Regions from separate parts of the Mus musculus genome. Here regions 1, 2, 3, 4, 6 and 7 are each linked to region 5. A link is a contact called in public HiCAR-type and promoter capture Hi-C data. All regions are on one chromosome and are shown on one strand. The core of a region is the stretch at or near the end of the contact, and the rest is flanking DNA. Distances in the headings are between cores, read along the strand shown.

Region 1 (3,078 bases), core at 77-2,576, 1.8 Mb after region 5:
ATGTGTTTATATTTGGTCCATTCTAAAGACCCTTTCAAATATACTCTTGGCATTAAAGACTGTGCAATAGCTGAAATCCTCTAAAAATGTATTAATATAAGTGATTTGTCTAGATTATGACTTCCCAGTGCATAGCTACTAACTCTAGAATTGGCACTGTTTCCTGTTGTTGCCAAGAACCATAAACAAACGTGGAGACTTGGAGACCAATTCCTTTCTATTAAAAACCATTATCTAAATTGATAGTATCAATATTGGAAGGACTAGAGAGAAAAACATCCATGTAATTATAAGTTATCACATGATTACTTTCAAAAACCCACAAATATTCATAATCATTTTCTCTTAAAAAATTATTTTGGAAAGTTTAAATATAAGCAGAATGAACAAATGTCCCCATCAGTTATTTTAACAGGCTATGCCCTGGGTCACCCTTATCCCTCCTGTGCCTTTCTACCCTTATTATTCTGAAGCAAATCTAAGTAGATATGTTTGTTTTTTCTTAACTTCTTGATACAGTCACACGTTATGTTCTTGTTATTTTTCAAGTAAATGACAGTGGGGTGACAGAGAGCTTGCCTTAGAGCTGGCCCTGCAGTCGTTCAGTGGTTTTTTGTTTTTGTTTTTGTTTTGTTTTTTTGTATTATTATAGTATCTGCAGGTTGAACAAGTTTCTCTTTTCTGCTTGGTTATTTTCTCATTTTACCTAGCCTATAATTATGTGTGGCGTGAGTGGCATTTATTTATTCTGCTGTAGAAGGTAGGCTGGGTAGAGCATTCTTCCAGGCGTGCCCTTAGAATAATGAGAGCTAACCCATCTCCATTAGCATCAGTCTTCAAAGGAGTCCCCTTGGCAGGCTCTTTCTTCAGCAGTGCAGACTCTCACACAGCATTTTAGAACTCCTCTTTTGTAATTGCTTTCAGAAATACTTGCAGTCACCCAGGAAACTGAGTCTCATTTACTTTGATCAAAACCAACCATTATCTAGCCAAAACAGTGCATTTAATCACCCATTCAAATTCTTGGACTTAACTACTCTGAGTAACAAACTCATTACTAAAAAAATTAAATCTACCAGCAAGCAGTTTTGACTACCAATGAACAGGACCTTAAAAAAATCCTAGAGGTACAGACTCTTTTAAAAAACAGTTCTCTGACTGCTGGGGCCAGAAGCCCTTAAGCTGAGGCAGGTCCACTAGGTTAGGGAAGAGATCAGCCCCTGAGTCAGAGAGGATGCTGAGCAAACAGGCTTTGTACAACCGTGTTCATTGCCTCAGAAAACTGACTTGCGCTACCAAAGGAGCTCTGCCTCAGGTCGTCCGGGAGATGTGGCACGGATCAGGAAGCCAGCCTCTACACGGGTGCTGTACAGTGGGCAGTGAGCTTGTCCAGGCCGACACATTGTGCAAGTGCTCTCTCAACTGCTCTTTCTTTACATCCAGTCTGTCACACAATATCTCGGGGAGCATGTGCCAGTGGCTCCCGTTCACCCGGCCTCCAAACCTGAAGAGACTCCAAGACCAATGGGGTGTTGTTTTGTTTTAATCCACACTAGTCATGGAAGTATTAAAGAGAGAAAAATACACCTTTCTCCTGGGACTGAGATTTTTATCATTTTAAAAACTGAATCATTTGAATAGAAAGATGAGTTCTCCCAGAGCTGCGACTCAGCTTCTCTGTGATAATTGCCATAAGGTAATTATTATGCAGCTTTATGTGTTCAAATGTATCCTCAGCTGAAGGACTTTCTGGCCCCAGCAGTCAGATCACTGCTTTGTTAAAAGCCAAGCATCAGTCCAGACCTTATAGGACAATGATTAGCCGTGTTTCTATGGTTTTGTACCATTTAGCCTGGCAGATCACCTATACCAGCAGTAATCTCCCTGTGGCTGGAGAGCTCTTGCCCTGTGGTCCCCCATGGGTTTCGTTCCTTGGACCAACTTAAGGGAAGAATGCCAAGAAGTCTCCTTTCAAACCCTATTCCATTTGGAAAGGTTTATGAGCCAGAGAAAACTGGGCTGGAGCAGAGGCGTGAAGGGAGGACCTGCCACCTAGTGGTCCAAGTTCTGAAACACACTCCTGACTTTTGGAAGGCAAAAGAAGCAAGCCACTTTGTGGAAAATGCCAGTAGGAGATCGAGGGATGTAAAGAATGAAATGCAGAGAGCCTTGTGAATGTCTCACCGGAGAGTGAATGAGAATGGTTCCAGGCTGCCCAAGAGCAGGGTGTATGACCTTCCGGTCTGCTAAGAAGGAAGAGCTATGGAGTTGGAGGACCGAGGTCACATTATAACATTGTAGCATGTGAGAACTAAAAGTAACCGCCCACGGGCTACATCAGTCTTGGATCTAGACTTTACCCCATCCCGAAGCTATGCACTAAGCAAAAACTAATTCTAGAATACAAGAAGAAATCTCATCTCTCCAGGGACCTGAGACAGGAACATACGTGGTCATGGGAGAATGACTGGACTATATTATAGTCAGAAAGGCTGGGGATAGCAGAAATTAGAGGTTAAGCAAGGTCTAAGAGTGACTGGCTAGCCACAGGCCTGTTGTTAGAGGGGCACGAATTTGGAGGACAGTCTGCCTTCCAATCTTTGCCTAGAGGAACCTGCTGTACAGCTCTTCCTGGGGAAAGATAACTAGACTAAGTGGCTCTCAACCTTCGTAATGCTGCATTGATTTTATACAGCTCCTTACATTACGGTGACCCCTCCAACGATAAAATTACTTTTCTTGATTCTTCATAACTGTCATTTTGCCACTGTGTAAATATCTGATATTCAGGCTATCTAATACGTGGCCCCTGTGAAAGGGCTGTTGGACCTCTCAAAGGGTCACAACCCACATGTTAATCACTACTGCACTAGACTATGTGTTGAGTTTGGAGATGGAACTGAAAAGAACATAGGTCCCTTCCAGTCTGACCTGAATTAAGGAATAGATCAGTTATTGGAATGGATTGAGAGTAATCACTCATCACTAGCAGTGGGTGAGTTAGGCCTATACAAGTGAACCAACTTTGCTTTGTTTTTCCCTTTAGGCAGAGCTCACAGTTTGGAGATGAAAAAACCT
Region 2 (2,835 bases), core at 202-2,701, 1.7 Mb after region 5:
CTACGGTTTTAAATTATGGCTATCGCTGGCACAGACACATTTACGTTTGAGTCTGCTCTAACCTAAGGAGATTCCAAGCACACTGGAAATAATATGTTTCCTTTGTTCTGATCCCAACCACTGAATAAGAGACAAGTGGAGAGGGTTCCTCATAAATATGTATTGACCGCCTGGGTATTAATGTGAGTGAGTGAGGTAGAACTCTGATTAGTGAATGAGATCTTCCGGGAAGTAGAGGAACTATCACGAATGGAGAGAAGATGCTATTAGCGGATTTTATTTATTTGTCTTTTTCCTTATGCTCGAGTTGCAGTCATATCTCTCTCTCTCTCTCTCTCTCTCTCTCTCTCTCTCTCTCTCTCTCTCTCTCGTTCACCCTCTACCCATCTCTCCTTTCTGGATCTCAAAGGAATACTAATAAAAAGCCTTGCTACAGGCTCTTTCCGCTAGGTGCCCAGAAGAACAGTACACGAAGCCAGTACCTTTTACCTTTATTCCTTTCTTACCCTGCTCAGGAGCTTGCTAGACACAAAGCTCCCCTCATCCTATCTCGAGGCTGAAATCGGGAACAAATTAAAAATACTGCATTTGTTTCGACTTGTTAGATTGGATTTTACTACACAAAATAAAAGGCACTGAGGTCGTGCTGGTCTCTAGGACATAACGACTTGTAATTAACATCTTTATGGATTTTATACCGACGCCCCACTAGGCTTTGAGGATAAACTACTGCATCGAACTTTCTGGAGCAGAAACCACAAACAGCATAATTTTTGCTTGGTTAACCACGTGGTCAACAGTTGGTTTGGTTGCAGTTTCAGAGCCTTAACAGGTTGCAGAGGACGAACTGGTGGGAAGTACGGGCTCACACACCCACGCAGGTTGTGTGGCTGGAAGCCTTAAAACGACAAGAGGAACCGTTCCAGTGGCTTCAGGTCTCACAGCCTGCTACTACAGAGGGTTCACGTTCATCTCAGGCCAGGAGTCAGGCTGGGTGTTGAGATAGGCTAGGATTCCACTCAGAGGGCGAATGCAGGGTCCCCCCACATCAGCAGAGACGTCACCCACAGAGTCTCAGAGGCTTAGACTCAAGCTGCCCACACCGAACCCAACACCCTGGCGCTGAGGACGGTCGGTTCTATCGCATTGTAGAGCCAGAAGGTGGCTGTAGGGGATGCCAGAGCTTTCAGAGCTAAAGAAGCTCTTCCTCTTTTATTAAGGCTTGGGACACTTGTACTGGCCTCAAGGAGGGCCGAGGTGGGCCGAGAAGCCGAGAATGCTAGATCGAAGTCCCCTCCCCGCGGATGGTACGGTCCGAACTGGGCGGGACCTGGAGGCTCGGCGGCCCTGTCCCCGCCCCACTCCAGGAGGCCAGCGAGTGAGCGCGCGCCCCGCAGACCCCGCCCCCGGCGCCGTCCCCGGCTCCGCCCCTCGAGCCCGCTCCTCTGCCACTGCGGGGAGACCTAGGCGGCTCTGCGGACGCAGCTCCTTCGCCGCCTTCCCCCTCCCGTCCAGTGCCCAGGCGGCTCCTGGCGGCGACGCTGCCCTGGGTGGGAGGCGCGGCCCCGCGGCAGCTGAGCCCTCTGCGCGGCGCAGCCAGCTCTCCCGCCCGCGCGGCGCCGTGACAGGTGCAGGGTCCCCGCCCGAGACCCACCTGCAGGGGCTGTCGAGATGCCGACCATGCGGAGGACAGTGTCGGAGATCCGCTCGCGCGCGGAAGGTGAGTGACCGCCGCAGCAGGAGGCTGTGCGCCCAGAGTGCGTGGGGGCAGGTGCTAGCAGCCTGGGGTCTGACGTGAGTGTGTGTGTGTGTGTGTGTGTGTGTGTGTGGCCGGGAAGAGACACCTCATCCCATCTACACCCCCTCCTCCTTTTCCCAGTAGTCTGGTTGTCGCCCCTGATCGCCAGTGAACCCTTCCGCCAGCTCTGCCTTCAGCGCACTAGCAAATGCTTTCCAGGATCCAAAACCTCGGAATTTATGCGCTGGCGGGAGCCCCAAGGTTTCCTTTACACCGCAACGCGACTGTTCAGTCCTTGTCTCCCAGAGCACTCGCCCGGCTCTCCTCCTTCGCCAACAGCGCACAATCTTTGCAATCTGCCTGTTCCCAGTGAGTTTACCCGTGCCCATGAATAGATCCCTCCAACCTACTATCTCCAGCGCCCACCATTGTGTTGCCCCCACATCACAGCTTCCCGAAGAGCGGGTTTGCCATTCCCAGGCGTCGCAGATTCTTTGATCCACTGTTCCCAGCATCTCTAGGCTGGAAGAGCCTTAATTGGGTTTGGGTGCTCAGTGGATACCAGGCTGCGTTCCAGTCTCTGCACTTCTGCCCCCTGTGGCTCACCGGGCTCTAGTTTGAGGTTTCATTTTTGTTTTTCATTTTTGCTTGAAGCCTGCACTTCGGCCGACTGAACTGACTTGAGTAAGGTGCATGCTGCTTTTGTTGCTCCACCCAGGGCCAGCTGTTGAGTGGTTCCACTTGTAGGAAGTGTGCAACAGATGCCCTAGGTTATGGGCTAGGACGCTTTGGCAAAGACTGAGATGGTGCTGTGCACCCTGATTGAGGAGCCCTTCTCCTCCTGTCTGGCGTGTGGCAGGCTTTCAATAAACACCTCTTGGTTTTACTAGGACAAAAAGGAAACGGTATACTTTTATTTTCTTTCTTTTGTTTGTCTGTTTTTCCATTCCAGTAACTCTGCCCTTCAACGTTGTGGAATGGCACTATTTTGAGAAATAATCTATCTTGTTACCGTCACTGATTCTCATCCCTGCCCCCATCTTGACCGTGAGATAGATGATAACGGGGTGGTGGAGGTGGAGTAGAAGCAAGGAGAA
Region 3 (2,976 bases), core at 85-2,584, 1.9 Mb after region 5:
GTGAGAATAGGGGGCCTGAGAAATCCCTGTGACCCGGAATTTTAAATCCTCACCTCCAAAGACTTGGGTGTTTCTGAAAAGCGTGACAATAGGGGGTGGACTAGAGAGGGTAATTGGATGCAGAGAATTGTAAGGAAGTTGGAAGAGTGACGAAATGCTACTACTCGACAAAAGAAAATAAGGGGGTGATCAGAGTCGAGTTCCCTGGCACCCGCACTTCCGGAGTTCCCCCACTTGACCAGAGCGCCCAGGAAACCCAACCTAGCTCCAGCTGTCTACCCTAGAAGCACCAGGTTCCCGCCAGACCAGCAGTTCCTGCGAACCCTTGCAAACTTTCCCTAGGGCCGAACCATGGGCATCACGTGCAGCCGGGACCCAAACTGCAAAGCGATAGGACCCCTGACCTGAAATACGATCACCCTCTTTTTCTTCAATCCCCAGACCCAGAGGTGGTCCACTTTGTGGCCCGAGCTAGTAAGGCGTGCCTGTGTCGGGTGGGCGAGCCATGTCCGCCCAGGGATGCCGCACTTACGCGCGGTGATGCCAGGATGCTCCAGCTCTCCGCGGTCGTTGGTGCAGCCCCCCTGCTCCAACCTGGCGTCGGCTGCCGCGCAGCAGTAGCGCAGCGCACACGAGCCGCAGCAGATGGTGGCGTCCTGCGTGTCGAAGTCCTCGGGGCACTGGAACCCCTCGTGATAGTTGCCCTGCGCGTCCACCCAGCCGTGGCAGTATTCCCCAGGCTGCTGCGCGCCCGCCGGGCCCCAACGTAGCAAGCCCACGAGCAGACAGAACGCCAGCAGCGCCCCCATCGCCGCCCCGCGCCCGGTGGCAGCTGGAGAATCCGAGGGCGGAGCCGGAGCTCCGGGGGACCAAGGTTCCGCCTCCCCGAGGCACCACGCGGCCGGTTGACCTCCCGGTCAAGAACGCGTTCTCGTGGGTTAGCAGCGGCTGGGCAGGAGGCGTGGGCTGCTCTGCGGGCTCCGCTGGCCGGAGGACAGCATGGTGCGCGAGGGTGAGGGGACCAGGGATCGCGGGAGGCCACCGCGTAGGCTGCGACTGAAGCAGCGGCCGCCTTTAGCCAGGCTCATCGCGCTAGGAGCACCCGGGGCCAGGCCGCTATTCTTGCGGGCCGTCGAGCCCTGAACGACCAACTCCAGGGCCGGGCAATGTCCCAATCGTGGGCTGTCGCCCGGTACCCGGCAGAGCCGGGAACTGAGCTTGGCTCTCCACGTGCAGGTCTCGGGGACCAACGGCTAATTCCGCTCCCGCCCCTGACTGTCACGCAGGCGGGAGACAGCCCAGTCGCGGCCAAGTGCAGAGGGCCTGGGGTGGCTGACAGCTCTGCCTGGAGGGCGTCCCTTAAAAAGGCAGAGGGAGGAGGAGACTCGAGGGTGAGGAAAGTCCGCCCTCCGGGGTCGCCGCGCGAGCTAATCACAGCGGGTGCACCGCGATGCGGTCCGCACGCCCGCAGGTTCACGCGCGTCTCCCCTCCGCCCCCACCCACGGCGCTACCCCGGGCCTTGGCGGTGACCCCGAGGGGACCAGGCCGAGCCTGCCACCTAGCTGTCACATAGCCAGGGGAAAACCTGCAGAAGGATGAGGAAGACTACGGTCCCGCTTCCGTCCACGCCTGCCAGCTCACGAGGGGACTTGCGCCGCGCTTGAGTTCCACGGGTTTCTTTTAAAAAACGAGCGTGGCGTCTGAAGTCCCCTAACTGTTCTGTCGGCTTGTGCACAGACTCAGTTTGTCCCTGGGCCGCCGATTCTGAGGATTCGTTCGATTCCGATAACCTGATTTTTAGGGTCACCAACATTTGCACCTCACTCCCACCCCTTCACCCCTCCTTTCCAGCTTCCACGAGTTCACGCTCAGGCGCCTCCTTCCCGCACCGCTGAGCCGGCGCCGGGGAGGACCCGGGTCAGCCCCGCCAGCCTCACTTCAAAGGCCAGGATTTCGGTGTTCCGCGCCCGCAAAGGAAATAAAAGAGCAGAATTAATGATAATCGAGCCTATCTGAACTTCTGTTCGGGCAAAGAAACACATTTATTTAAATGATGTGTCCCCTGTGGGCTGTTTGCAGGGCATGGCTCCTCTAGCCGAGGGAGAGCCTTGTGAAGCCAGAGTTACGTGAAACCGGTGCTAACCTCAAGACTTTATTTTTATTGCAACCTGTGTTTCCTCTCCGGGGTTTATTGGTTCGGTACGTGTGAGGACGTTCGTCTCAGCCACACGGTTTGTCAAACGCTTTGAACACCCTGTCACCGATTTAGATATTAGCAAGTCTCCTGAAACAAATGGAAGAACTTGTCAGAGCACCGCCAACACAAGTATACGCGGTCAGAAGTATTTATTACACCCGCAGCTTGCCCACGGTCCCAGAGGCTTCTAGAAAAACTTCGGTGCTGAATAAAACGGTTTATTTTTAAGTATCTAAATTAAATTCCATCCCGGGTAAAGAACCACTCCTAGCTTCAGGTCTTAAATATTGAGATTGTTATTTAAATATAAAAATAAATACCCAACACGCCACTACTGAGTAGGACTGTGTAAAATTATAACTGCATTGCTCCACAATAAATGTTTGGGGGGCAATAATAAGTTATCAAACTGTTAAGTAAAGCCAAATTACATTTAGGCAAACAAATTTCCTTAACTAAGAATTTAATTGAAGCATGTGGAGTAGAAATTTCGTGGTTAATGGATTTTTATTTATATAGGAAAAAAAATGCTGTCACCGGGCTTTCAGGCTGCTTAAAACAAACAAACAAACAAACAAAAAACAACAAAAAACCAAACCAGTTTTTTAGGGGCAGCAGGGAGGTTGGTTTTGTTTTCAGGAAAATAAAGAGAAAAAGATTTAAAACCACAGCAAATATGAGCTACAAGGATCATAATAAAATAATCAAACTCGAAGACACACTAACGCTTAATAACTTTTCCAGAGCCACACTACTTAATATCTTTTTTTTTTTAAGT
Region 4 (3,134 bases), core at 517-3,016, 1.4 Mb after region 5:
ATCAGGAGTAGTTCAACTATGTTGGGAGTTGGAAAGTAGCTTGATCTAAATGAGATTCCCATCTCAAAAAAAAAGCAGTTTCTCAGACACAAAACCATATTCTGTATTCAAATAGGCACTGGTAGCCAGTAGTTACTATCTTGGACAGCTCAGTCAGAAAGTGTTTCCATTGTAGAAGCAAGAGCTACCAGAAAGAGCTGTATTGGAGAGGTATATAGCTATTAAAGTAAATGCTTAAATGTTCAAATAGCAATATAAAATCAAATGTGTGTATTCTGTAATATCAGTGTATAACATTAAAATATGCTCAGAAAATTATATAATATTAAATAATATACACTATGCAAATTATGTAGGTTGAATAAAAAGATACACATTAACCTAAATTAATGACTTTATGGAACTGAAGCAGTCTATAGGAACAGAAAGAAAGTAATCTACTCATGCAAATATTTTTTAGCTGAATGAAAATTTAGACAAGCCAGTGCATACTCTCATTTGATACCTAAAGTTATCAAGACTCCAAGGTGTCAAGGAACATGTCCAAAGTCACATAACCATCATTAGATCTGATCTTCCAGCTAAAATTCTCAAATTTCAAACAATATTTCAAAATTTACAAATTGTGAATGGTTGGGAAATTTAGGAATTCAGATCATGGCATATTCTACTCCTGCATCCCAGGAACCCTCCATGTTCAGAAGGACTTCTTCTCTGACTGTCACCTTTATTGGATCACTTTGTACAAATGTAATGTTACTATTATGACAGAAAGTATCACCAAACTGTTCTTAGTTATTGCTGTATGCAAGCAAATCTTTAAACAGAAACTGTTGTCTCCCAAAGGAAAATGCTTGCAAATCATAGCTATTTGGACTATTTGTCAATTGATTGAACACATTTTTTCCTTCTGATAAAGACTAAATATCAATAAAAGTGACTATTAAAAGTAAGAAGTAGCTCATTTGGGATAAAATTAAAAACCAAAATAAAAGGGACAAAAGGAATCCCTTTGGCAACCACACAGTATAAAAATTCATGGAGATAAGAAGTCAGGAAAGACTAGACAGTATTTTTAGAAGTAGTACCACAGATAGACAAAATAGATCTTGCAGATTGTGAAGTGCAATGAGGAACTGGGACAATAACACTCTGGGTAGGCACCTTGCATAAATGAGTGGTTCTAAGAGAGGAAAGAGGCAACAGAGATCTTAGCCTTGATTGATGTTGAAGGTATGTGAGAGAATCAAATATAAGGTGATAACAAGAAGAGCCAGTAAAAGCATGTAGGTGCTGGCCAGCCTTGTTCACCTGGGAACACTCTGGATAATTATGAATGTGTAATTTCCAATCTTAAAATTGTTTCCATCTGGGTGATAAAGCATATGGTCTCCCTACACACAGGAAGAAACAGGCTGCTACAATCATTCACCACAGAAATGCTGAGGGTTTCCTGGTTGCACATCAATTTAAGGCACTATATATTTGAATAATTGTGTCTCTGATGCTATAATTGTAAAAGGTAAAAACAAAAACTAAAACATGCCTCATAGTAATGGTGTTCTTTTTTCCTTCATAAATATGAGTAAGTCCATGGGAATAAGTGTGCTTTAAAAAAATTGTCTAGTTTAATACTTCACCAATACCTCTATTATAATTAGTCTCAGATAAAGCCAACTAAAAAGTTCAGTTAATAGGATGAGGTGGTTAGAAGCAGATGTTTAAATCACCCTACTTGGAGCAAATGTAATGGCAGGTGGTACCCAATTACAACTGTCACACATATAATGTTATATATTTGTAAGAACATAGGATAAAAATTCAGCTAGGGAACCAATTACAGTCAGAATGTGCTTAACATTTTGATTACTAGAAATGAGTTGTTAAAAGCACAATTACCTCAATTTTGGTTAAAAGGTCTTGCAGTTCTCCTGATTCATTCATTGACAAAATTTTCTCAGCACCCTATTAACAAGAGGGTTAGGGAGAAAAGAAAATTAGTTGTGTTAGTATTTGAAATGCCAAAGTTGTAGTCAGGAAAGGTTAACTCATAACATAATAAACACAATCTTCTCCTCAGCTCTGAGAAAAGTGAAATATAAAGACCAGAAAGTTTTACTGTTGCATACCCACTCCTGTGTCAAGGGTCACGTTAGGAACAGAGAAGGCTGCCAATGGGCAAGCTTTGGGATGTACTAGCTGTCACATCAGTTCCAGAGAGGCATGCATACAGCACACACACGGAACCTATTGTCAGATGTTCCTTCTGGAGAAGAGGACTTTGAGCAAATCCACAGCCTGAATCATCTCTGCCCTCTCCTAGACATCCTGGACATGGCCATTTTTGAAGTCATGCACGTATCAGCTAAAAAAAACATATAATCATCATTCAACCAACACTATTGTCAGAGAGAAACCTTCACCTCATTTAATACAGAAGACTCTGCTATTAGTCGGAATTGACCCCTAATAAAATTAAATAGCAACCCCAAAGTCTTCTACGGAGAGAGCATAAAAGGAGTTGGAACACAAGGAGGGGAAGTTACAGAGCTGATGTTTTTAACTTCTAACACTTCCTGTGAAAGCAAGGATTGGAGCCCTGTATGCACATCCCTACATATTCATTATGATTCTTTGAACTTTTTTTTTTACTGCTGAAGGTCTTTATTTAAAGTTTCTCTGAGTCCTAAGGGACTTTGTCATTGCATAAAATTTTAATTCTTTTTCATAATATGAGTGTTTTTTTAATTGGGTATTTATTACATTTACATTTCCAATGCTACCCCAGAAGTCCCCCACATGCTCCTCCACCCACTCCCCTACCCACCCACTCCCACTTCTTCGCCCTGGCGTTCCCCTGTAGTGAGGCAGATAACGTTTGCACGACCAATGGGCCTCTCTTTCCACTGATGGCCAACTAGGCCATCTTCTGATTCATATGAAGCTAGAGACACAAGCTCCGGGGGGTGGGGGGCGGAGTATTGGTTAGTTCATATTACTGTTCCACCTATAGGATTGCATACCCCTTTATCACCTTGGGTACTTTCTCTAGCTCCTCAATTGGGGGCCCTGTGATCCATCCAATAGCTGACTGTGAGCATCCACTTCTGTGTTTGCCAGGCCCCGGCATAGTC
Region 5 (3,000 bases), core at 416-2,915:
GTGTGTCGATGAGGTTTAAAAGGTACTGTTTCCCTCCAAAGCTGTAAAACAGAGAGGCTGTCTGCGCCTTCACAGTGATTCCTCTTTCTCGTTCTACTTGTAATTTATCAAGAACCTGCTTGTTTTTCTTCGTCTTATCAATTGTTCCTAGAAATAGAAGCATTTACTAATTTCTCTGGGCTTTAAAACAAAAAAGCATTAAAAACAATTAACAGAAAATATTAAAGATGAATGCCTAAAGGTAAGATATTGCGGTAAAGCTAACTAACCAAGAGCAGAGAAGATAAAATACCTGTTAGCTCCAGGAGCCTGTCAGCTAAAGTGCTTTTGCCATGATCCACATGTGCAATGATACTGAAATTTCTAATGTCTTCAACAGGAAATCTAGACATGTCAGGTTTCTCCTAAGAAGGGAAGGGAATATCACAGTTAAGGGTATAAATTTTCCATAAAACAAAGTACAAATTCAAAGAAAAGTCTTTCCATCGATGGACAACTTCACGTATTGCAGTTTTGTAAGCTCCCCGCTCCCTAATAAAGATGTATGACTAAGCCTAACTACAAAGAACAAATTACAAAATACTTGACAAATATATCAGTTCCATAAACAAAGCTAAATATAAAATCCTTAAGTAATACTTCCTCACATATTGAGCTAATTGCAAATTTACTTTCATGGAGAGTGAAAGCCATATATAAGTCCTCAGGAGTCCAAGAATGCCTTATCAAGCAAAATCTCTTAGACACACCACATACTCCTGGAAATGGGTGTCTGAGCAAAACAGTCTGGGGTGTGAGTGTGTATGTGTGTGTGTGCGCGCGCGCGCTCCCTAGGCATATTCAGTTGATGAAACTGTCATGACTATAACATTTGTTTTAGCTTTCTATTTCTTACTTAGTGTAAGGCAGGTAAGGGTATGGAAAAATTATTCAAACAAAATGTAAAAGCTGCATTGTAGTCCCCCACCACGCATTTAGGACAAAGTGATGCAAACCCGCACGACTTTCGCAAACCCGCTCGACTTTCAAAAACCCTGAACGGTGACGAATACAAGTCCATTTTTCTAACCACAAGTCCCTTGCATGGGACTAAAATACTCCACGCCTTTGCATCCTCCAATCTTTGAAATTTGATAACTATCCCAACGCAGCAAAGAAGCTGCAGGATCGGATGCAAGTCAAGCCAGTTACTCAAGAAACGATAACTAAAACTTCAGGGAAATCGATGCTACAAAGGAGCAGCTTCTCGGAGGTTTTTAGAAATAGCACCCGCTCGTGAGCTACACCAGCCCTAAGCCGAGGAGCTAGCGGGCACGCTTCTGATGCGGGTGAAGCGCAGCCCACGCCGCGCCGGCGAGCAGCCGAGGATGCTCGCCCACCGTGCATGTGCTGAAGCCCTGCACCTTCCCCGGGTGATGGTCACCTTGAGCTCGGCCGCGCTGAAGAGCCTGCAGGCGGCCCTGGGCTCCGAGGCAGCCGCGTGCCGGGCCCCGGCGGCCCACGGCGCGAGAGCCCGCCCCACGAGCGCCCACATGCCTCGGCGGCGGCTCAGGGCCCAACCCGCCACGGAGACCACAAAGCCAGGGTCGCGCTCCGGCCTGAGCTGACACCGAGACCCAGGCCTGACGCGAAGCAAACGCGCCGCCTGCAGGTCGCGCCGCTTATGACGTCGACGCGTCTACGCGGGGGTCGAAAGGTCAGGGATGGGAGAGCTACAGGGACCGCGGGTGATACTGCCGGTCAAGCGCGTGTCCTGGTGTGACAGCCTTGAGAAAGCCACAGTCTAGGCGACCGGAGTCGGGTGTCGCATCACTCTCTGCGCTCACTCCAGCGAATACAATGGACAGGAGACGCCCTTGTGTGTGTGTGTGTGTGTGTGTGTGTGTGTGTGTGTATGTGTGTGCAGCGCAGGCCTCAGATGTGGAATCTCTAAAGTGTGTGTGCTCCACCAGATGGGGAAACAGTTCGAAGTCCCTCTACTCTGGGGCCATCAATGGCTGGGGAGTTCTTTTAAGAGACTTGCAGGAAAAACAAAAAACAAAACAAAACAAAAAACAGTTCATGGCTTCTACGAAGAAAATTATTTCATGCTTAGCCAATATGAAGTATAGATTTATTAATAAAAACAAAATGCATCAAAGGAGAAGGATGCTGGCTTCTCTTTGTCCATACAAAAGCAATTCTCACCTTAAAATAGGTAAGAGAATTTATTCTGGAGGCAAACATACCCATGTTTCCCAGGTTAGGATAACCCATAATTCTATTTTTCAATGAACTTTTTGTAGTGACACAACAACAACAACAACAAAGTCATAGGAAAAAGTATTTTTCAAGTACATTGATAAAACATTGTTACAACACAGCTTAGAACTAGACTTAATAGTATTCAATAGGTTTAAATCTGTGTGTCAGGATATTAAGTCTAGCATTATCTTCTAGTCACAGGATGGATACCTCTCTGTCCTTTAAGGCGTATCCCTTAGTTTTCTACCACCTTTTCTCAAATAGCCAAATTCACTATCCCATCTTCTAGAAAGCCAGGACATGTTTCCTGAACATGGTCTAAACAATTGAGGTGGCTGTAACATTTTTTAACTTCTGCAGTTTCTCAAAAACCTCCTTCAAAATACTAACATATAACTGCCCATCTCTAGACTCTGATTGTCCCTAACATTTATTGGCATGCCTCTCTCAGGACTGTTCCCTTGTCTAACTAACCAATTCAACTTTCTTGTAGTCAAGGACCCTGGTTCAGGTACGACTTGCTGTGACCTGCACAACTTTGGGATTGTCTTGACTGGGGCAGTGGGGAATGAAGAAACAACAGACACATGTACAGAAAAGCTAGGATTGGGTTGGGCTGTGTGTTCTGATGACACACTAGTAGCCTGGAAAATAAGAAGGCTTACATAGGCTAAAGGAGGAGGCAGGTTAGCTAATCTTGATTGTGGTGTCTCTGAAGTGCAGCACTCTAGGTTGTAGTCACTCAGGAGGAAGAAG
Region 6 (3,105 bases), core at 346-2,845, 1.5 Mb before region 5:
CATGTTGCTCCTTTCTTCTTAGTAGGGTCAGCTAAATAAGAAATGTTTGCTTAGGTTTTAAGAAGTTAAATGCTCATTGGCAACGTGGTGGCTTATGGTTTAAAAGGAACAGCCTGAAATATTTCTATTGTAAGTGTCTTCCTCTCTTCCCATAATCTTCAAAGGAAAGCTAAAATTTACTGTAGATTAGCACTGCCCGTTAGGAAAACTGCATCATCTAGTAAAAAAAAAATCTTGTGTGTGTGTGTGTGTGTGTGTGTGTGTGTGTGTGTGTGTGTGTGTGCTCAACTACCAAATGGTACATATTGACTCTGAATGTAAAATAACAGAGTCGTACAAGCTTAGGACACTCTCCCTTTTCTCCTTTTATAGTGTCTCACATTTATGAAAACTTCTGAGAAAAAAAGATAAAGAGCGGCTCTGGTTTGCCTGAGTAGAATGTTCCTAAGATTCAGTTTCCTGCACAGTACAAAAAGGAATGCATCTTTCTTTTCTTTTTCATTGGTTTCCTTTTTCTTTTTCTGTTCATGTTGCACGGTTCGATTTTATCGCCCCAGATAAAGCGGAAGGAAACATCAGACAGATCAAACACAGAATTCTCAAAGTGTATGATAGGTTTGGAATTACAAGTCCCTGCCAAGAAAAAGCCCTAAAGGGGGGAAAACCTCAAACTGCTCCATCTCGTTCCTGTCTGCAATGGAAAGAAGGCAGCAGGTTCCTTAGCTCAGGGCTAACATAAACTTTTTATAGCTCTTAGACTGAATCTTGAGCACCAGGTAAGGAGAATGCCTGGACAAAGAGATTAGGGTAAAGCATTGCTGAAAGAAAGCAGGGGGTTTTCCTGAAGGGTAAGGTCAGCATAGGGCCCTCACTGATCCGCTTTGGGCAAGTCTCCAGACCTCCTAGCTTGAGGGGAAACTGGTCCTAATTATGGGAGCGCTGAGCAAAGAGAGGTACATCCAGAGGGCTAAGGAAATCAAAGAAACTTCCTGCTGTGTAATTCCACGTAACGTGCGTTTAACATGGTCCTGCGTGGATGCGCTGATGACTAAGTAAAGGCGTGATTAGCCCCTTCGCCCTCCAGTGGGAGCCATACATCGTTACCTCTTCCAGGCAACCACGTCGCTCCACTAGGGATGATGTCGGGGGACGAGCGGCAGGGAGCCGCCCGTGGGACCTAGGGCCTCACAAACACACACCATTCACAGTTCAGCACCCACACTCACCAGCAGCCGCCCCCTAACCCTTACACCAGGAAGCTCACTGCCTCCAGCTCCAGGCAGGGTGTGGGCTCCACTCCTCCAGCGCGGTGTGGGCGCGGGCAGCGGCGCTCCCAGGCGCACTGTGGTGCCCCGCGCTACCCCGGCTGTGCTGCCCCAGGTGCCCAGAGGGCGGCGGTGGCTTGGCCAGGATTGGGGTGGGGGATAAGGGGTCCCCTATTCCCTGGAACCTTCTTAATCCTCTTCCTTGGGCTAGCTCCTCCTCCTCCAGGCGCGGGGCTCGTGCCCGCTGCTGCCTGCCTGCGCGCATCGCGCCTCCGCGCCCCCACCCCGGCTCCTGCGATCGCTACTCCCTCCTCCTCTTCCTCCTCCTCCTCCTCCGCCCATCACCGCCACTACGGACGCCTTCGCCGCCTACTCCTCGCGCGGCCACGACTCCTCAAGCTCTCTGCTACAGCTTCCACCGGCCCATCCATTCGTTTGCTGCCTGGTCTTTAGGCTGCTGCAGTCTCTCTCTCTCTCTCTCTCTCTCTCTCTCTCTCTCTCTCTCTCTCTCTCTCTCTCTCTCTCTCTCTCTCTCTCAAGTTTCTGTGGAAACAGATTCAAAGCCACTGGAGGAAAACATCTACTACTTCTACTAGCTGTTCAGGTAGGGTCGCAGACGTTGGTGGCAGCGGGGGTAACCTTTGCTCATTCCCCTCTGCTTCGCCAGCATGCCACCCCCACCCCACCAACCCACTCCACTCTTCATGCTCCTTCGACACGGAGGCTCAGGTTCTCCTAGTCTCTCCATCCTCCAAGATCGAATTCCAATGTCCCTCCCCAGAAACGTATATTCGCAACTACAATAAAAATCCAAGAGCCAGTCCGGCGGCTGCACGCTGGCCCGGCTCTTTTACAGTCTCCAACTTTGCACACACTGGCAGCGCTGCCTGCCTGCTCAGCGGCGTCTGATCCGGAGCCTCACGCTCCTTTGGTAGTCTTGGCTCAGAGCAGCTGTCAAATGCATAGTTCGCAGCACTTGATTTCCACCCTGCTGCCTCTTGAACATGGACGTGGGCAAATGTGAAAGGGCAGGGCGAATGATTTGGATTTGATTTTCTATTTTTTTTTTTTTTTGAGGGTGTGATGGTGGTTGTTGTTGAGTAAAGTGAAGACGTGAGTACCACAATTAACTGTAAGGAAAAGATAGAAATGAAAAAGTAGCCTGCTTGCTGCCAGCTTTTTCCTGCTGTCGTTGCGGAGGTGATCTTCCTTGAGAGGGTGAGGCGTGGAGTATCCATCTCCCCACCTCTTTCGCACACACTCCTCCAACCTATTTCTTCATCAGCTACTGTGTCAGTTTAGAGTCCCGGGTTGTCATTTTATGCGTGCATAACGATTTTTTTTTTTTCAGAGGATGGGACTGGGGAAGTTATAGGCAGAGGAAAATGTATTAGTGGTGTAATCTTTCCATTAAAAAAATCCTTTCCCATTGCCTGTCATCCAGTCCTATACCTAGTAGACAGGAGTAACATCCCCTCCTAATTGAAATGAAATTCTTTTGGGTTATTGGCTTGGTAGGATGAGAACAAATTTAATTTAATTTTGTTTTTTCTTCCATAGCTTTGGCAACAAGAAGATGAAGACAAAATTGAGCACATGCAATGTATGGTCTCTGCTGCTTGTTCTTCTGGTGTGGGACCCAGTCAGGTGAAGCATTGTTTTTGATTTCTTCATTCCAGGTCTAGGATGATTTTTAAGTGACACAACTGTATCCACACTCTTTAAAAGACTAGGTATTTTGAGGAATTATCAATTATTTTAGTGGAAATGGATTGTACAGGAAATTGTCGTACTAAGTGTCTGAAACTCTAAAAAGTTTGCTGATTTTTTTTTAAGCAGC
Region 7 (2,887 bases), core at 237-2,736, 1.9 Mb after region 5:
GGGTTTTGTTGTTTTGTTCTTTTGATTTTGTTGGAGTGCTGTGGATTGAACTTAGGCCTCCCACACAGTACATGAATGGTTTATCCACTGAGGAATATTCCTCAGGCCTGTTTTGGGGGAGTTTTTACACTGTCAATTGTTGCTAACATCAACTTGTAGCTCCTTTGGATTTGTATTTTTTTTTCTCTTTTTTGGTTTTTCAAGACAGGGTTTCTCTGTGTAGCCCTGGCTGTCCTGGAACTCACTCTGTAGACCAGGCTGGCCTCGAACTCAGAAATCTGCCTGCCTCTGCCTCCCGAGTGCTGGGATTAAAGGTGTGCACCACCACGCCCGGCGGCGTATTGTTTTCTCTTTTAAAAAAAAAAAAAAAAAAAGGAATGAGACAAAAGAACAAAGAGAACAAGGGAGGGAGGGAGGGAGGGAGGGAGGGAGGGAGGGAGGGAGGGAGGGAGGGAGGGAGGAAGGGAGGAAGGAAGGAAGGAAGGAAGGAAGGAAGGAAGGAAGGAAGGAAGGAAGGAAGGAACTGTCTGCCCAAGATTTAAGCCAGGCATGGTACCATATGTCTGTAACCCTTGTCCTCAGGAGGCAGAAGCAGGCAGTTCATTTTCAAGTTTAAAGCCAGCCTGGGCCACATAGCAAAAACCTTTTTTTTTTTTTTTTTTTTTTTTTTTTGAAAAATAAAGAAAGAAGGGAAGGAAGGGAGAGAGGGAGAGGGAGAGAGGGGGAGAGAGGGGAAAAGAAAGTCACCAAGTGATTTTTCTCTTCTCTCTGCCTTTCTCTGCCTCTACTACCCTCTAAACTCCCCTCCCATGCCCTGAATAAACTCTATTCTATACTAAAAAAAAAAGAAAGAAAGAAAGAAAGAAAGAAAGAAAGTCACCAAGTTTTATAGCACTGTTTTCTTAATAATTTCTCTATAAAATTAATATATGATAATTTTTATTTTCTCCATTTCTTGTGAGCAAATTTATATAAGACTGGTATACTTAGCCAAGCCCACTCCTGTTAGCAAATCTATAAGCCCGAAACTTTATTAATTTATGTTGACCCATACTGTATGTTGACATTGGAAAATATTGCATAAGACAAGCATATGTGTGTATAAAGCAATCAAAATCATAAAATTTACGAACTGATTTGCAGTTAACTTGATAAGAGAAAACCTCCCCTCCTTAAAGCTCCTGGGACAGATCGCTAGAAAAAAACAGGAGAAGAGAGTCCACTAAAGAATTCCAAAAATGAAGATAAACATAAGGGAAGGCATCACTAATAATGAATGCTGCCATGTTGCACTCTGGGGTTTGGTTCTTAAACCCACTTGATAGCTGAGGAAGCAGTCTGCAAAGGTCCTAACCATGGAGTCTCAATGGCAGCCATGGGCACCAGCAGACCAAGTCAGAGACTGTGGGCACCAGGCCTGCTCTGTCTCGGGTACAAGGGCTCTCAAGCGTGCTTTTCTTTTGAGAGCCGTCTGTGTGTAATGGAGAGTCAGAATAAGTAATTATGCCTTCCCAACCTGCCTAGTGGCAAAGTCTGAGACAGACAAGAACTGTGCAGCCAAGGGTTTGCCTGCAGGCAGCAAATTTGAGTTCTCTTCATTCTACAAAGCTGAACTTGGGCAAGCTGATTGTGTTGAACATCTCTCTGGTATGGAAAGGCTGGTGTTCCCCCACAGTGGGTCAGGGAACAAGACTATAGCTGGTCCTGGTCCTGCATCTCTACTGGGCTACTTGCACAATAAGCTGATGTTTTTTCAAGTACTCTTCTGCAGGTTTATGTGAAAATATGAGCGGTTTCCCCTGCCTGGGTTATATGTTCCACTAGAGTTAGCCCTAGTTTATTTTGAAGCCCTAGGGCTCCCACCCGGGGCCTCTGCAGAGATAAGCAGTTACTTGTTCCCCACATAGGGCACAGGCAGGCCTGCTGTGTACCAACCACAAGGCCCTAAGCACTTAGATCCTCTTCTCACACCCCTCCGCTTTTTTGTGACAAATTCCATTTGGTTTCGCAAGACCTGGAAGAGGACAAGAGACACTTGGCACTGCCCCCCAATCTCCCACGTTCAGGACCATTTGCAAACTGCTCTAAGGGGAAGCCCCAGACCAACCCCGGACAGACACTCCCGTAAGCGCCATTGTCTGCGCACGGCTTGGCTTTTCCCAGCTGACCTGCCTGCAAGTGGGGAAATGTGAAAAGTTAGAGACAAACTGGCTTCCACAGAGGGAGGGGAGCCTTCTTGTACAGAAAGGAAGGAAATACCTCTGTGGGATTTCATTTTTCCCCCTCCTCTTCATCCAAAAAAATACAAAGAGACTCTGTCTTAAATGGGGACGTCAGCTTTAAATCTTTTAGGTTTGGATTAACGCTGCAAAAGAAAAAAAAAAAATCTGACAGGCTTTCAGATATGACTCAGAAAAAGTCTTCACCCCCCTTCAATTCACGTTGTTCATTTGTAAAGCCAAAGGCGGGGAGCTGAATAGCAGGCTGTAGTTACCCCACTCTGTCATTAGCATGACAATGGTCAGAATTAGCAGCCCACAGGGTCCAAGTTTTTCTTGTCTGCAAAGACTTTAACTTGAGGTTAATACACAGCGGCCAAAGGCAAGAAGTCTTTTCTTCTCTTGTTCTCAACATTAAAATACATAAGCCAGGCAAAGGTGTTTTCGCTTCCATGACTTAGCATCTCATCTTACCCTTTTCCCCAGGAAGAAAAAGTCATGAAAGGGTTTTTGTTTTGTTTAGGGTTGTTTTGTTTTCTAATAGCTGTTACCTTCCTAGAAGGCGTCCTTGAATGGAAACAAAGGCCCTGGAGGTGATAGACATTTCCTGTTACATAATTACTGTTGGTTTTCACTATTGAGGATGTCAACCAACTGTCCCAGATCAT

Evidence for each region. Promoter capture Hi-C pulls out the DNA fragments that hold promoters and counts their contacts. HiCAR-type assays count read pairs that join an accessible place to other places.
Region 1: a contact with region 5 is called in a HiCAR-type map of astrocytes, with 12 times the contacts expected there. The contact joins the enhancer-like site here to the promoter of Guf1 in region 5. A contact is called at or near these places in 6 of 39 promoter capture datasets (the C10 cell line, cranial neural crest, hippocampal neurons and 2 more), 2 of 484 Hi-C or Micro-C datasets (cortical neurons and stem cell-derived motor neurons) and 2 of 115 datasets of contacts at active chromatin or transcription factors (astrocytes and large pre-B cells).
Region 2: a contact with region 5 is called in a HiCAR-type map of astrocytes, with 7 times the contacts expected there. The contact joins the promoter of Atp8a1 here to the promoter of Guf1 in region 5. A contact is called at or near these places in 4 of 39 promoter capture datasets (the C10 cell line, embryonic stem cells, hippocampal neurons and 1 more), 1 of 484 Hi-C or Micro-C datasets (cerebral cortex), 6 of 115 datasets of contacts at active chromatin or transcription factors (astrocytes, embryonic forebrain, embryonic stem cells and 3 more) and 3 of 9 other capture datasets (adipose tissue, embryonic stem cells and liver).
Region 3: a contact with region 5 is called in a HiCAR-type map of astrocytes, with 5 times the contacts expected there. The contact joins the promoter of Shisa3 here to the promoter of Guf1 in region 5. A contact is called at or near these places in 4 of 39 promoter capture datasets (cranial neural crest, hippocampal neurons, liver and 1 more) and 1 of 115 datasets of contacts at active chromatin or transcription factors (astrocytes).
Region 4: a contact with region 5 is called in a promoter capture Hi-C map of second pharyngeal arch cranial neural crest. The contact joins the enhancer-like site here to the promoter of Guf1 in region 5. A contact is called at or near these places in 7 of 39 promoter capture datasets (the C10 cell line, cranial neural crest, embryonic stem cells and 4 more), 1 of 115 datasets of contacts at active chromatin or transcription factors (stem cell-derived neural progenitor cells) and 1 of 9 other capture datasets (pancreatic islet).
Region 6: a HiCAR-type map of astrocytes shows a contact between it and region 5, with 6 times the contacts expected there. The contact joins the promoter of Gabra2 here to the promoter of Guf1 in region 5. A contact is called at or near these places in 2 of 39 promoter capture datasets (cranial neural crest and hippocampal neurons) and 1 of 115 datasets of contacts at active chromatin or transcription factors (astrocytes).
Region 7: a HiCAR-type map of astrocytes shows a contact between it and region 5, with 5 times the contacts expected there. The contact joins the enhancer-like site here to the promoter of Guf1 in region 5. A contact is called at or near these places in 3 of 39 promoter capture datasets (the C10 cell line, cranial neural crest and pre-B cells), 2 of 115 datasets of contacts at active chromatin or transcription factors (astrocytes and embryonic stem cells) and 1 of 9 other capture datasets (liver).

What each region holds. Positions count from the first base shown.
Region 1 is chr5:67,751,054-67,754,131 of GRCm38.p6, reverse strand. Atp8a1 (ATPase, aminophospholipid transporter (APLT), class I, type 8A, member 1) reads left to right here. Exons shown (of 37, transcript NM_001038999.2): 16 at 3,047-3,078. Among named protein-coding and RNA genes, the nearest start is that of Gm46914, 50 kb to the right of the region's middle. Within about 2 kb of position 1,326, at least 44 of the 459 cell types and tissues checked have an H3K27ac peak or open chromatin away from gene starts, as enhancers often do. A contact at or near this core is called in astrocytes, cortical neurons and stem cell-derived motor neurons, where this site is marked.
Region 2 is chr5:67,846,047-67,848,881 of GRCm38.p6, reverse strand. Atp8a1 (ATPase, aminophospholipid transporter (APLT), class I, type 8A, member 1) reads left to right here and starts at 1,451. Exons shown (of 37, transcript NM_001038999.2): 1 at 1,451-1,720. The coding sequence starts at 1,672.
Region 3 is chr5:67,606,241-67,609,216 of GRCm38.p6, reverse strand. Shisa3 (shisa family member 3) reads right to left here and starts at 1,334. Exons shown (of 2, transcript NM_001033415.3): 1 at 533-1,334. The coding sequence starts at 809.
Region 4 is chr5:68,154,658-68,157,791 of GRCm38.p6, reverse strand. It overlaps Grxcr1 (glutaredoxin, cysteine rich 1), which reads right to left. Exons shown (of 4, transcript NM_001018019.2): 3 at 1,900-1,965. Among named protein-coding and RNA genes, the nearest start is that of Grxcr1, 120 kb to the right of the region's middle. Within about 2 kb of position 1,766, at least 1 of the 459 cell types and tissues checked has an H3K27ac peak or open chromatin away from gene starts, as enhancers often do. A contact at or near this core is called in second pharyngeal arch cranial neural crest, where this site is marked.
Region 5 is chr5:69,555,589-69,558,588 of GRCm38.p6, reverse strand. Guf1 (GUF1 homolog, GTPase) reads right to left here and starts at 1,665. Exons shown (of 17, transcript NM_172711.3): 1 at 1,424-1,665; 2 at 293-404; 3 at 1-147. The coding sequence starts at 1,534.
Region 6 is chr5:71,094,339-71,097,443 of GRCm38.p6, reverse strand. Gabra2 (gamma-aminobutyric acid (GABA) A receptor, subunit alpha 2) reads left to right here and starts at 1,595. Exons shown (of 10, transcript NM_008066.4): 1 at 1,595-1,869; 2 at 2,826-2,912. The coding sequence starts at 2,842.
Region 7 is chr5:67,633,145-67,636,031 of GRCm38.p6, reverse strand. All of the region lies in intron 33 of Atp8a1 (ATPase, aminophospholipid transporter (APLT), class I, type 8A, member 1), which reads left to right. Among named protein-coding and RNA genes, the nearest start is that of Gm15478, 5.3 kb to the left of the region's middle. Within about 2 kb of position 1,486, at least 54 of the 459 cell types and tissues checked have an H3K27ac peak or open chromatin away from gene starts, as enhancers often do. A contact at or near this core is called in astrocytes and embryonic stem cells, where this site is marked.